Linked DNA regions of Triticum aestivum: region 2 is linked to region 1. A link is a contact called in public Hi-C data. All regions are on one chromosome and are shown on one strand. Each heading gives the region's core, a stretch centred on a gene start, on an enhancer-like site or on the middle of the called end of the contact. The rest is flanking DNA. Distances are from core to core; before and after follow the strand shown.

The links. Hi-C and Micro-C count contacts between places; a contact is called where the count stands out from the background.
Region 2: a contact with region 1 is called in a Hi-C map of leaf, with 10 times the contacts expected there. The contact joins the promoter of LOC123085532 here to the promoter of LOC123085525 in region 1. A contact is called at or near these places in 2 of 5 Hi-C or Micro-C datasets (both in leaf).

The regions. Positions count from the first base shown.
Region 1 is chr4A:118,985,446-118,992,240 of IWGSC CS RefSeq v2.1, reverse strand. It overlaps LOC123085525 (two-component response regulator-like PRR73), which reads left to right and starts at 2,605. Exons shown (of 8, transcript XM_044507178.1): 1 at 2,605-2,796; 2 at 5,400-5,561; 3 at 5,681-5,814; 4 at 5,951-6,133; 5 at 6,511-6,691; 6 at 6,773-6,795. The coding sequence starts at 5,486.
Region 2 is chr4A:119,592,317-119,599,111 of IWGSC CS RefSeq v2.1, reverse strand. LOC123085532 (thioredoxin-like protein AAED1, chloroplastic) reads right to left here and starts at 4,174. Exons shown (of 9, transcript XM_044507185.1): 1 at 3,836-4,174; 2 at 3,577-3,727; 3 at 3,444-3,489; 4 at 3,001-3,060. The coding sequence starts at 4,028. It also overlaps the pseudogene LOC123085529.

The DNA of each region.
Region 1 (6,795 bases), core at 1,356-3,855:
TGCTACTTGTGAGTTGCCTTGGTTTTTCCCCGAAGAGGAAGGGAGAAGCAATATAGTAGCGGATAGTATTTCCCTCAGCAAAGAACCAAGGTTATAGAACGAATAATAGATCCATGCAAACAACCTTAAGCAGTACCTACACACACAAGAGAAAATACTTGCACCCAACGCGGGCAAGAGGGTTGTCAACCCCTTTATGCTTGTTAATTGCAAGGATAAAATCTCATAGTAGTAGATAAATAAATTGCAAAGTAAAATAAAATAAAATAAATTGTAGCAATGTACTTAGAGTTTTAGTAACATGAATAAAATACACCCCGGGGCCATAGTTTTCACTAGAGCCATCTCTCATAAAAATAGCATACAATGGGTGGACAAATTACTATCATGCAATTAATATAAAAGTGCATAGTTATGACGTTATTCATGGCATGATCATGTATATAGGCAATACGCCTGTCACAAGTAGACCGACTCCTGCCTGCATCTACTACTGTTACTCCACTTCGAGAGCGCTTCTATGCTTGCCTCTCCAGATATTAAGTTCATGACAAACAGAGTAATGCATGAAGTATGATGACATAATGTATACAGAATAAAACCAAGCAATATGATTAAACCATGTCGTTTTCCCCTTAGTAGCAACAATACAAATACGTGCCTTGTTACCCCTCCTGTCATAGAGTGAGGACACCGCAAGATTGAACTTATTAGAAAGCACCTCTCCCCCTGAAGATAAATCAATCTAGTTGGCCAAACCAAACGGATGGATCGGAGAGAAATGCAAAGCTATAACAATTACACATAATAAAGTTAAAAAAAGACCCAATTATTTTCAATGAATAATTTGATCATAAACTCACAATTCATCGAATTGCAACAAACGCACCGCAAAAGAAGATTGCATCGAATAGAACTCCAAGGAGAACATTGCATTGAAGATCAGAGAGAGAGATAGAGAGATATATATATATATAGAGAGAGAGATCTAGATAATCACTATGGACCCATAGGTCCTGTGGGAACTACTCACACATCATCGGAGGTGCAGTAAAGTTGATGTAGAAGCCCTCCGTGATCGATTTCCCCTCCAGTAGAGTACCGGAAAAGACCTCCAGATGGGATCGCGGAAAAACAAAGATTTGTGACAGCGGAAAAGTTGTTTCGTTGGTGCTTCTAGGGGTTTTCCAATATTCGGGAATTTATAACACTGGAATTAGGTCATATGGAGCCACGAGCAGCCCGTAGGATAACAGTGCACCCTGTTGTCTTGCCGTCTCAATGTTTCTCTTCTGGACTCCCTCGAAACTTCCAGGGTCTCTTATGTTCCAAAAATATCTCAAATGTTTCGTCGTGTTTGGACTTCGTTTGGTATGGATTTTCTGTAAAGTTAAAAACAAGTAGAAAACAACAACTCACACTAGGCACTAGGTTAATAGGTTAATTCCCAAAAATAATATAAAATAATATAAAATATACAAGATTGGTAATATAATATCATGAAACAATAAAAAATATAAATATGTTAAAGGCATATGAGGTCACTACTTATAGATTGTTTCTACGAGGGAATCACTACTTATAGATTAACAATTTACTATAAATGAAACTTAGCACAACACAACTAAATAACCGTAAACTAAGCCTCCGTCCCAAAACAAGTCTAGTGGTTATAGTCAAAAGATTTAAATTGAAACCACGACACTTATTTTAAAACCGACGGGTAATAGAAAAGCAAGCTCAAAAGTGTGCGGCTCAGATTGATTAAGAAATAGCTTATTTTAGAAACAAGGAAAACATGCTTTTTTATGTATAAAAAAAAGGCGATTGGATGAGGTCTCAAAACGTGTGGATGAGACGAAGCGTTCCTGTTTTGAGCCAAAAAAACCGAAGCCAGAAAAGGTAAAACCGTACTCTAGTCCACAGATCACTCTCCAGCCTCCAATCCCATCCCTTTCCTTACCACAAAAAGAAAAAACAAAACCAGCCGTGCCTAAACGCCGTGAAGACGTGACAAAGCTACGCCGTGACGATCTTTCCTGCGGCGCACCTCGCGAGCCCACTGTCAACTACAGTAGCCGCCAACCCGACCTACCGAAGTGCGTCGCCCGAGCCCACCCGGCAGCGCCCCGGCCGCGGCGGAGCCCCACGCCACGCTCCACGTGTCGGGGCTCCCCGGGGCGGATCTGACGGGCCGATGGAGCGCGCGGCTTTAGGCTGGTCATAGTGGGGAGTAATTTAGACTAGTAACATACATATGTTACTAGTCTATATTACTACCTTCATAGTGGGTAGTGTCATAAGTGTGGTAACATAGTTGCCTTCATTTATTATTTTGTAGACTCATTATGCATTGGAAACCGCTATGTGATGGTAACATATTATGTTACTCTATTTGCCTCTCTCCTCATTAACTATTTGCCACATCATCATTTTTGCTTATGTGGCATCTATGTTACTACCTATGTTACTCCCACTATGACCAGCCTTAGATTTCGTCGGATCCCGGCGGGTCGCGGGGCCCACCCGCTCCCTCCGGCCCTCCCCGTCTCCACTTGCTCCACGTCAGGGTCACCCCGTTATCTATTTCCCCCCTCTCCTCTCCCCCTCCTTCCTTCAGCAACACCACTTCTCCTCTCCCCCCAGACAGAGCCCAGGCTCAGTTTTACCTCTCGGCCGGTGGTCCTCGTAACACCCCGCCGCGTCGTGGGAAACATCCACGGCTACTTCCACGCGCGGGTCAAAGCTCGCGCGCCCACGCCCATGCCGCCACCGCCCGCGCCTCGACCCCCCACGGTGCGCGCCCTCTCGCCCTTCCCTCTGGCAACGCGAGCGCTCGTCTCTGCCCACCTTTTTGGGGGTTCGCTTTAGCTGATTTTGGGGCGGGGGTTTCACGACCTCCGAATCCGGTGGATCTCGGCCGCCCGCCGCCGGAATCCGGCACAGGTGGAGCGCCGTGAGGCGCTTTTTCAGAGATGCCTCGTCGGGGTTGAGTCGCGGTGGGAGTTTGACGCTTGGTTTACCTGTCTGGTCCTGTTGAAAGCTCGAGTACTGCTGATGCAGTCTAATTTCATCTCATCACCAAGACTATTTCCTCAGTCTTTTAAGCTCCTATAATCTCTAAATTGCGCTCATCTTTGCTATAGTAACTAGTAAGTACCAATTTTGTACGATAAATCCGTTCTCCAAACATTGGCATCGCGCGCCGACCCTTACCAATTTCGTACGGTGTGCGTGTCAATTGCCGACGAACTGCCCATAATTCGAAGCATTTCTCATGCTCGTGATAGATTCGACCTTGATCCATGCGTGCTTGTTGCAGATTCCACTAGTTGGATGCAGCATGCCCATATCTGAACCCAGCATAGGGCATGCTCCGTCGTTTGTCAACCGTCTCTAGTTGCAAACGCCACGGATCCAGCTGATGGTGAGCGCCGGTCAAGCTGGCGCGGACGGACCTTCCACCAGTGATATTAGGGGAACTGGAAACGGCGCCTTAGAGAATGGCCATGCCCTCAAGGCAAACGAGGACAAGGAATGGAGGGGCGGCAGCAAGGAAGAGGACTGGCCCAGCACGCACAGTGCGCCGCCAGGCTTGGACGAGCACAAGCAGCAGCAAGGCCGGGTCATCCGCTGGGAGAAGTTCCTGCCGGTGGAGACACTAAGGGCCTCTTTGATTCGCAGGATTGTCAAAATGAAGGAATAGGAAAAATTCGGGAATAGGATGGCATGTCCCATAGTATCCTACAGAATTTGAAAGAATGTTTGATAGCGCAGGAGAAACAAAGGAATTCTACAAAGAGGTTTGAGTGGATGTAAATTTTCCTCCAAAATGTAGTACAAATGGATCCTATGAAAAAATTCCTAAGGATGTCAATCCTACGAATCAAACGAGCATCACAGAAAAAATTCCTAAGGGTTCAAATCCTTCAAAAATCCTATGCAATTCCTTTGAATCAAAGGAGCCCTAAGGGTCTTGCTGGTGGAGAACGATGACTGTACCCGACATGTTGTCCGTGCTCTGCTCCGTAAGTGTGGCTATGAAGGTAATGCCCTGCAAATTTAAACTCTAGTTTCAAGTAAATTATTAAATTCGATTTTGATCTTTTGTAGTTTGTAGGTCTGTTAGAGGCCAGAGTGTTCATGTTGTTGTATTTTGTTCTCTCTCTTTCGGTTTTAGATTTCACTTCGAGTTGATTTTGAACTGATAGTGCGACCATACATCTATCACAACATTTATACAGGGATACTGAGGCTGGAGGTTATCCTCCTTTTCCAAAAAAAAAAAGAACAAGGGGATACTGGAATTGCTTACTGTGGAAAAGGGGGAACTGAAATTGCTTGTTGTGAAAAAGAGTGCATCGCGCATGCTAAAATAAGAGCAATGATTTTGATGGCACATCCTAATTGATCATAGCTAAAGACACCATGATGCCGACCTGTATTTAGAATATGAGATCTTCATTCAATTCCCCAGTCAGCAATTAGTTGATCTGGCTATTAGTTTTACTTCAGTGGAAGAAGGTGCTTGATGGTGAATGCTCCTGTCTTGGTGCATCAGTTGATGGGCATGGTCAATCTTGATCAGTCAGCATAGTTTTGTTAACTGTTAACATGGATGAATGTATAAATGGCCAGGAACTTTGTTAAAAAGATGCCAAGGTGAGCACCAACACCGAGAAAGAAAAGTCAAATAGCCAACTTACATTTGGTCTTGCTGCTAATTGAAATCAGTGCAACTGAAGTGATTTTACAAGGCCTTACTTATCCCCACTCTCACGAGCTAGCTGAAGCTAGGAACTTTGCAAACTTGAGCCTAGTTATCTTTGAGTAGTTTCTTGCACTAAATTGGGTAACGGTTTTGCTAGGTCTCAGTCGACTGAGACTTGGTTATATCTCAGTCGATGCTATATTTGTTTGATCTTGCATGGAGATCTGTGCAAAAAATTTCTTTTTAGTTTATTCCTTTTTCTTCCTATATACTACTACCTCCGTTTCTAAATATAAGTCTTTTTCTTCCTATGTAGACATATTTTAGAGTGTAGATTCACCCATTTTGCTCCATATGTAGCCGTATTGGAATCTCTAAAAGGACTTATATTTAGGAACGGAGGGAGTATGTCACTTGACTGAAACTTGGTTAAGTCTTAGTCGAGTGAGACCTAGCCACACCCATATTGGGTAAATACAAACTTTATTCAAGTGTCATGGATCTTCCTAATGTAAATTGTATGTTTGATGTGTTTGTTAATTTGTTCAGTACATTATGTTATCTCCTATTAGAATTATGCCTTTCCTTTTATATTCAAAGGTGAAAGCTAAATCAATATTGCTTTTCTTTGAAACTGTTTCAATTACGTCAGTCCATTGATTGTAAAATGCATATCTTTCCTTTGTAGTTATCGCTGCTGAGAATGGATTGCATGCATGGCAATATCTTGAAGATGTGCAAAACCGTATTGACCTTGTATTAACTGAGGTCGCCATGCCTTGTCTATCTGGAATTGGTCTACTCAGTAAGATCACGAGTCACAGTATTTGCAAGGGCATTCCTGTGATCAGTAAGTAGCTTTCCTGCTCAACCACATTGCTCCAACAGATTAATACGCTTATTTTGGTCCTTGTTAATTTTTTAGTTTAAATATTCTTAGCTTCTAAAGCTTATGTTGTTTCCGTGCAGTGATGTCTAAGAATGACTCGATGAGTACAGTCTTTAGGTGTCTATCAAAGGGAGCAGTTGACTTCTTAGTGAAGCCGATACGGAAGAATGAACTTAAGACCCTTTGGCAGCATATATGGAGGCGATGCCACAGTGTAAGTTGCTTGTTGTTGGTCTAGCTTATTTCATGTCGGAAAACCAAGCCCAAAAGTCACGAGGGCATAGTTTCTTTGACCTACCTATTTATCTTCTCTGATTATCACTCTGGAATTTGCCTTTTTCTGAATCTAGTCCAGTGGAAGTGAAAGTGGCATCCATACACAAAAATGTTCCAAGCCGAGGGCTGGTGATGAATATGAGAACAACAGTGGCGGCAGTCATGATGATGATGACGATGACGATGATGATGCTGATGACGACTTTAGTGTTGGGCCCAATGCTAGGGATGGCAGTGATAATGGCAGTGGCACTCAGGTACGTCGGTTACTTAAAATTGGAAGGTACTTCTTACTCATCAGAAGATTGCGATAGATGTAATATAAAGGGTATTAGTTGAATACTACTCAGAACAAATGTTTGACTCTTCCAAAATTAATAGGATTAATACCTCTGCTGGTTGAAAAGCTATGTGTTAAGTACAAGTTTTTCGTGCACATACTTTGTACTTCCTAGTAATTCACCCCAGATCAGATCCTAGACCGATTCACCGTGGGCATTTTAGACCTTCTAACGTCTCACCCTGAGTCCACCCTTAGAACTGAGTAACAAAATGATAGCGTTTGTGCTAATGTTTTTTAAGAAATCTCTTCTGGAAATCTATTCTCATGCCACCGATCTATATTAAAATGCAGAGTTCATGGACGAAGCGTGCTGTGGAGATTGATAGCCCACAACTTGTGTCTTCTGATCATCTAGCAGATTCACCTGATAGTACTTGTGCGCAAGTAATTCACCCCAGATCAGAGATAGGCAGCAATAGGTGGTTGCCGACTGCAAATAAAAGGAACATCAATAATCAAAAAGAAAATAATGGTATCTTATGCTAACAGTATCCTTTGTACAAAGTAAATACACCTTTTACTGTCTGTCAACCAACTGCCACTTCTTATGCAGATGACTCCATGGGGAAATACTTA
Region 2 (6,795 bases), core at 2,925-5,424, 610 kb before region 1:
ATTATCTACAATTAAAATGGAGTCCATCTATCAAATAACTAATTTAATCAACCACCGTAATACTATGTGAGTATGCAACTTTTCTTCGCAAGTTATACTAAATTTCAAGGGCCTTAGTTTTTCCTTATACAGTAATAAATCAAACTTCAAAGAAACTACAAGATCACGGGTCAATATATACCATAATCAAGGCAAATGAAGCAGACAGACCCTTAGAGACAACTACTCCCTCTGTCCCATCACTACTAGAAAAATGGCTATAGCCAATATCCCTATTAGTGGCGCACCATGGTGGTGGTGCGCCACTGCTATATAGCAGTGGCGCACCAGAAGCAGGTGCGTCATTGTTATTTTTTTAGTAGTGGCGCACCTTTAGTCCAATGCGCCATTGCTATTTTTTCCCCGGGTCCACCCCCTTCCCCAGGTTTACCAATGGCGCACCTAGCAAAGATGCGCCATTGGTAAGCCAGGGGAGGTGGGCATTTTTGTGTAGCAATGGCGCACCACCCCCTGGTGCGCCATTGCTATGTGCTGCACCGACCGACCCTGATTCGAGGATTTTTGTCTGGTGAGAAGAGAATCCAATCCAACCAAAGCAACACAACACAACGCTTCCTCCTCCTCTCCCCTCGAATCGATCCCCTCCAAACCCGCCGCCTTCGCCGTGGACCTCCCATCCCCATCCCCACCGGCGTTCTTGTCTCCTCTAGCCTCACCGTCGACCTCCCGCCCCGCCCTGCATCCCGTCGCCGGTGCCCCCACCCTCTCCCCTCTCCGTCTCTTCCTAGGAGGGAGCGAGGCCTCAGATCCACAGGCCGTGGCAACCACCGCCACCGCGTCCTACTCCTTCCACCCCACCTAGCCGCCCTCCGCCCCCACAGCTCTCCGTCCCTCCGTCCCTCCTCGCGCCCGCAGCCATGTCGGAGATGCTGCTGCTGCACGGGCTGACGGGGAAGAACAAGCAGGCGTGGAAGGAGGGCAAGATCCGCGGCACGGCGGTGCTGGTCAAGAGCGGCATGCTCGACCTCGGCGACTTCAACTCATCCGTCCTCGACGGCGTCCACAAGATCCTCGATGGCCAAGGACGATGGCGTCTCCTTCCATCTCGTCAGCGCCACCACACCCAACCCTCGTAAGCAGTCGCCTCCTCTCCCTTCCTCTCACCCCCGCCCTGCATCTCTGAACTCACCACGCCATCTCCTTCCCTACACCGCGTGCGTTTCAGTTTTCCTCTTGGCCTTGTCCCTGCAATCTGTACTGTTGATTTCAATCCAAAATAAAAGAACAAGCAGTGCAGATTTGGTTCCTTTTCTTTTCTTGCCCGAGCCAATATTTGTAATTTATACAATTTTTATATTTCCAAAAGGGAGATGAAATCAACGATGGCAGGGGAGTCAGTTTTTCCGGGTCATGTTTGAGTGGTCGAACGACTCACAGGGCATCACCAGCGCCATTCCGAGTTCTTCCTCAAGACGCCCACCCTCGACGGCGTTCTCGCAACAAGAGTTCTCACGTGTGTTTCAGTTTGCCTCTGGCATTCTCGCGACAATCTGTACTAGCTGCCATCTGTATTGATTTCAGTTTTTTTTAAAGACGATCTGTATTGATTTTGATACGTTTCCTTTTATTGGCGGATGCATGACCTGTTTCCTATGTATGTATAGGTACACTTCTATGTTTTCAAAGTTGGCTGGCACAGAGCAAATTCATCAACTAATGCCATCTTCCAGTCATTCTTTTTTTATCTGAATCACTCGCTGTAATTTGTAGTACCTGGAAATTTACTTGTGGCAGTCTGAAGCTTTATTTTAGTAATATACTTGGAGAATTCCAAATTGATTTTGAGAGCAGACCATGTTGATAAACTATAGCACTTCGTCTTGTGGTTCCTACTCAGACCCCCTCTGTTGACCTGCTTCCTTTATACTAATCTAATCAGGGATTGAAGGTTGTCAACAAACTATGGAAGGAGGAAGGGACATCTTGATCGCAAGTGACTAACTGGAAGCAACCGAGGGAGGTAAGATGCATGCATATTCAACTTGCTGGTTTTCCAAGTTTAGGACTGTGTTTACTGAATAATTAAGTTCTTGTGACAGGGAAGTATGCATCCTGAATGGCATAGACTCTTGGCTTCATGAAATGACCCATGTCTATGATTCAAGGTATCTTAGATCTTCGATGTCGGATGCAAATAATTGCTCAATTTCACTTCTCTGCAATGTTCATTCTCACATATTTCTATCATTCTTTGCAGGGATAAAGTAAAGAAAAAGAAGAAAAGATTACTAGAAGATTAGTTTTAGAATTTTCTTTTATTTCCTTGTAATTTTTCTTTTATTGGATACTTGTAAAGACATTGTAATATTCTTACTATAATAAAAATTATGATTCTATTTCATTTTTTGTTTTTAAATTATTTTTCCTTATAGGTTGTTTTCTGTAAATTTGGATTTTTTTTGTTTTCCAAATACATTACTAGTGGCGCATTTCAGCCCTTATTAGTGGCGCACCTTCCTTTATTACTAGTGGTGCACCTATAAGGCTATTAGTGGGGCACCTAGAGGGAATACTAGCGGAGCATCTAAGGGTTAGTAGTGGCGCACCAGAGGTGCGCCATTACTATCTGTTACTAGTGGCGTGTTAATAGTGGCGCACCTATAGTGCGCCATTACTAACGAAAATAGGTGCGCCACTAATAGGGTTTTTTCTAGTAGTGCATAATATAAGAACGTTTTTGACACTACACTAGTGTAAGTACATGCTAATTTGTTCATGAATAAAAGTATATGTAGTATTAAACACTATCGCATATGCCCATCAAACCATGATAATAACGCAATCGTGGATTTGTGGTTACTTCAGGAATAGGTGTCTTACCACAATACCACATCAAACACCAGTACATATTATCCTTACCCTCCACGTTAGCCTTTTGTATTTCATAATCACCGAGTACACCAAAAAAAAAATGAAGTGTTCTCATACTAGAGCACATACCTGTTCAACAGTACCTGGTCCGATTAAAACAGGAGAAACTCCTGCAGCCTCCATTGCCTCCTGGATATGGGTGTTAAGCCCAAATATTAAGATTAGAATACAAAAAAGGACGGTTTACAAAAGGTATACACCGAATTCAGGAGCTACATAAACTAATGAAACTGAACGCATCACGTTGACTTTTGCAAGCATTAACTAACTTAGGAAGGCCATGCTATGCCGAATTACCGAAACATCTGGGCAGCCAACAGACATTCAGCAGGTGTTAGTATGTTGCCCATGGCCTCTGAAACAGAGAGTTTCCTTTTTGTTCAAGGGACCTTGGCAAATGGCAAGCAGCAGAATGTATAGCTTTGAGCAATTGACGGCATTTCGTATGCTCCTCTATCATTAGTGCTACTGCTAATTAACAGAGTAAGGAATCAATGAGACATCGAATTAACCTGCTTAGCCGCCAGAAGGTCGGCCCTCTTTCGGCATAGCACACACCTGCAAACAACCAGCACCAACCATCTCAGCTACACAAAATAATCACCGTAGCTCGTCAAATTATCCTGACATGACAGTGAAATCCACCCGAAATGGCGGGCGAACGCAACCACGGCCTTCCTATCCTTCCACAGATCAGCGACGGGCAGCGCCTTCCCGTTCAGGTCGAACACCTCCACCCCCTGCAGCGACCTCACGAGCCCCTCCGCCGGCGCCGCAGCAGCCTCCGCGGCGCTCCCTGCGAATCGCGCCGATCATGTTAAGCGCGCGTGCGTGTGGCTTTGACAGATCGAGCTGAGCAGCATCACCGAAGCGACCAGTGTGAGCGACGGAGGACGCCGGATACCTATGGCTCCGGGCTTGGTGGCCGCAGCGGCAGGGTGAAGGTGGCGCAGCCGTTGCTGCTGGTTGGTGAGGGAGCCGGGCCGGCAGTTCGCGCGGCAGAGGCTCGGCCCGGTCGCGGCCGGGGTGAAAAGCGGTGCGGCCAGTCGCGGGCCGGCGGTCGCGTGCGGCACGGTGAGCAGCGCGTGCGCGGGCATGTTGGTGGGCGCCGGTGGCGAGTGGAGTTTGGGTGGTGACCAACGGGCGGTTGTGCGGCTGTCACTGGCCCGAGAGCTAGCCTTGGAACCGGAGCTGGAAGAAGAGGGCGCGGCGCTGCTGCGGGACGCCGGCCCGCCACGTCTTGTGCTGCGGCACACACAACGAGTGGTGGCCCGCACGTCAGCGACCGCGGAAATAAAGAGTCCGGAACTCTTATTTTGTTGCGAGAAAAAGAGTTCACAATTCGCCACGCCACGTCACGTCGCGTTCTCTGACGGCATGAGGGGCTTCCTCTCCGCTCTCGCTCTCGCTCGCGCGGCGGCGCGGACGCGGGCGGAGCTCCAGGGCACGCGCGGCCGCCGACTGTCCCACTGCGCCGCGGCGCCGGCGAGGCCTTCCTTCGGCATCGCCTTCGACATCGACGGGGTCATCCTGCGCGGCCGTAGCCCTATCGGGGGCTCGCCGCAGGCCATCCGACGCCTCTACTCCGACGATGGTAATCCCGTGCTTCTCGGACTCTACTGCATTTGGTTGAATTAGCTTGTAAGACTCTAGAAGGGAGTGTTTCGCCCGTACTTGTGCCGGCGGATTGGCGACGTGTGCCACGTGCCTTTGCGTTATTTCATCAAACAGGTCATAGGCATTAGATTTGTGTTTGGCGTGGTGTTCATGCGGACCATGTCAATTTGATTACAGATCATCGATTCTTGAGCTGTGCACCTGTGTTTGTAAACAGACGACTTTTAGAGAACATGTAGTAAAGTTAGTACAAAGTTGAGACACTTATTTTGGGACGGAGGGAGTATAACTTAATACATAAAACATATTTAGGTTGCTCAGGTGGAAATAACTCCAGTAGATCTTCAAAATATACTTCATAGCAACATGATTTTCTAATTTTCTTACTAACATATTCATACTGGAAGTAAATGGTCAAAACTGCAGGGAGGTAGTAATAGATTGGTGAACTCTTAGGCTGCATCAGTATGTTGTTTTTTAATATACATGCTGGCAATATAACCATGTGTTATTTAGTAGCTTGTGTATCATCATTTGTTGCCTCTTTTTCAGGTACCCTGAAGATTCCTTTTCTGTTCTTAACCAATGGTGAGTAGTTTACTATGTCCTATAGCACATTCTATTTATCTCCAATGGCCGCAAATTAATTTCTATACAGAGTGATGGATTGCTTCCGTTGTTTAGACCAAAACGAGCCGGATGTTGGCTTAACTCTTATAATGAGCTTGATATCTTCCTGTACTACAACAAAACCAGTTGCATGCGTGATGTTTTTCAATATATGCCACTATATTGTAGCCAGTGGCGGCAGTGTGTCGCAATCCTGTGGGGTCACATACGCAATTATTTATGAAAGTTACACCATTCGTAGTGTTAACTCCGCCTATGTCTTCTAGGCATAGCCGGTCCCAAGCCCGGGTAAAGGAGGAGGGTTGTGATAGGCTTGGCGAGCCAACGTAAAAACTAGCCAGTCCCATAGGTATGAAACCGATTTGAGCGAGAGTAGTACTAGGATGGGTGACCTCCTGGGAAGTCCTTGTGAAAGAGTTTCATATCTAAGGGTTGTGATAGGCTTGGCGAGCCAACGTAAAAACTAGCCAGTCTTTTGGGTATGAAACCCATTTGCGCGAGAGTAGTACTAGGATGGGTGACCTCCTGGGAAGTCCTCGTGAAAGGGTTTCATATCTAGCCTACCCCAACTTGTTTGGGATCAAAGGCTTCGTAAGTAAGTAAGTACACCATTCGTAGTGTTAATTTCATGAAATTTCACTAGCATAATGTGGTTTTAAAAAAACATCCCTAACATGGCACCATCTGTATTATCATCTTAACTCACATGGATTCAGCCTTATAAAGATTGAAATGCCGAGGTTGACCTGTGTATTTTGCTTAGACAAGAATAATGCTGAACAATCTGGATAATTAAGAGGAAAAATGTTTTCTATAAGAAGAATGGTTTTTACAATGTTGAACAGTTAGTTTTTCATACCCATCCTATGTTTAATGGTTTGTACTTTTTACAGTGAGGCACCGTGATGCTTACCAGTTCTCAGTTATATTACTGAATCTCTTTATTGATGTTATTAAGATTTTTCAATTTGTTGGCAGGAGGTGGTGTTCCAGAGCATAAACGAGCCCTAGAATTAAGTGACCTTTTGGGAGTTAACATCTCTCCAGCACAGGTATTTACACTATCATCATGGCTCATTAGTCATTGCTTATGAACAGTCATACACAACAGCAGACTTTTAACTAACAACTAACACAACAGAGTTTAATGAAAAAGAATATTGCATCTATTTCTATGTTAATTTCTGCAAATTTTTGTGATGATGATGCAGGTTGTGCATGGCCATTCTCCTTACGGAGATCTGGTGAAGCGGTAATGACATTGAAGTACATAAGTAGTCTTTATAAGTTCTGTTCTATAGATAATGTTTGTGATTTTCACCCATGATTTTTTATTCCTGAACGGAATATACAACATTTTCCTGTTACTACAGTTTTGAAGATGATCTTATCGTTGCTGTTGGAAAAGGAGAGCCTGCATCAGTGATGGCCGAGTATGGGTTTAGGTAATCCTTAATGTTGCTTTTAGGCTATTACGACCGTAGGTGAATTATGTTGTGTGTATTTCTCATGAATTGTCTGTTATGTGCAGAAAGGTTCTGTCCATAGATGACTATTCATCACATTTTAAGGAAATTGACCCCCTAGCTCCTTTCAAGAAATGGAAAGTGGGACAAC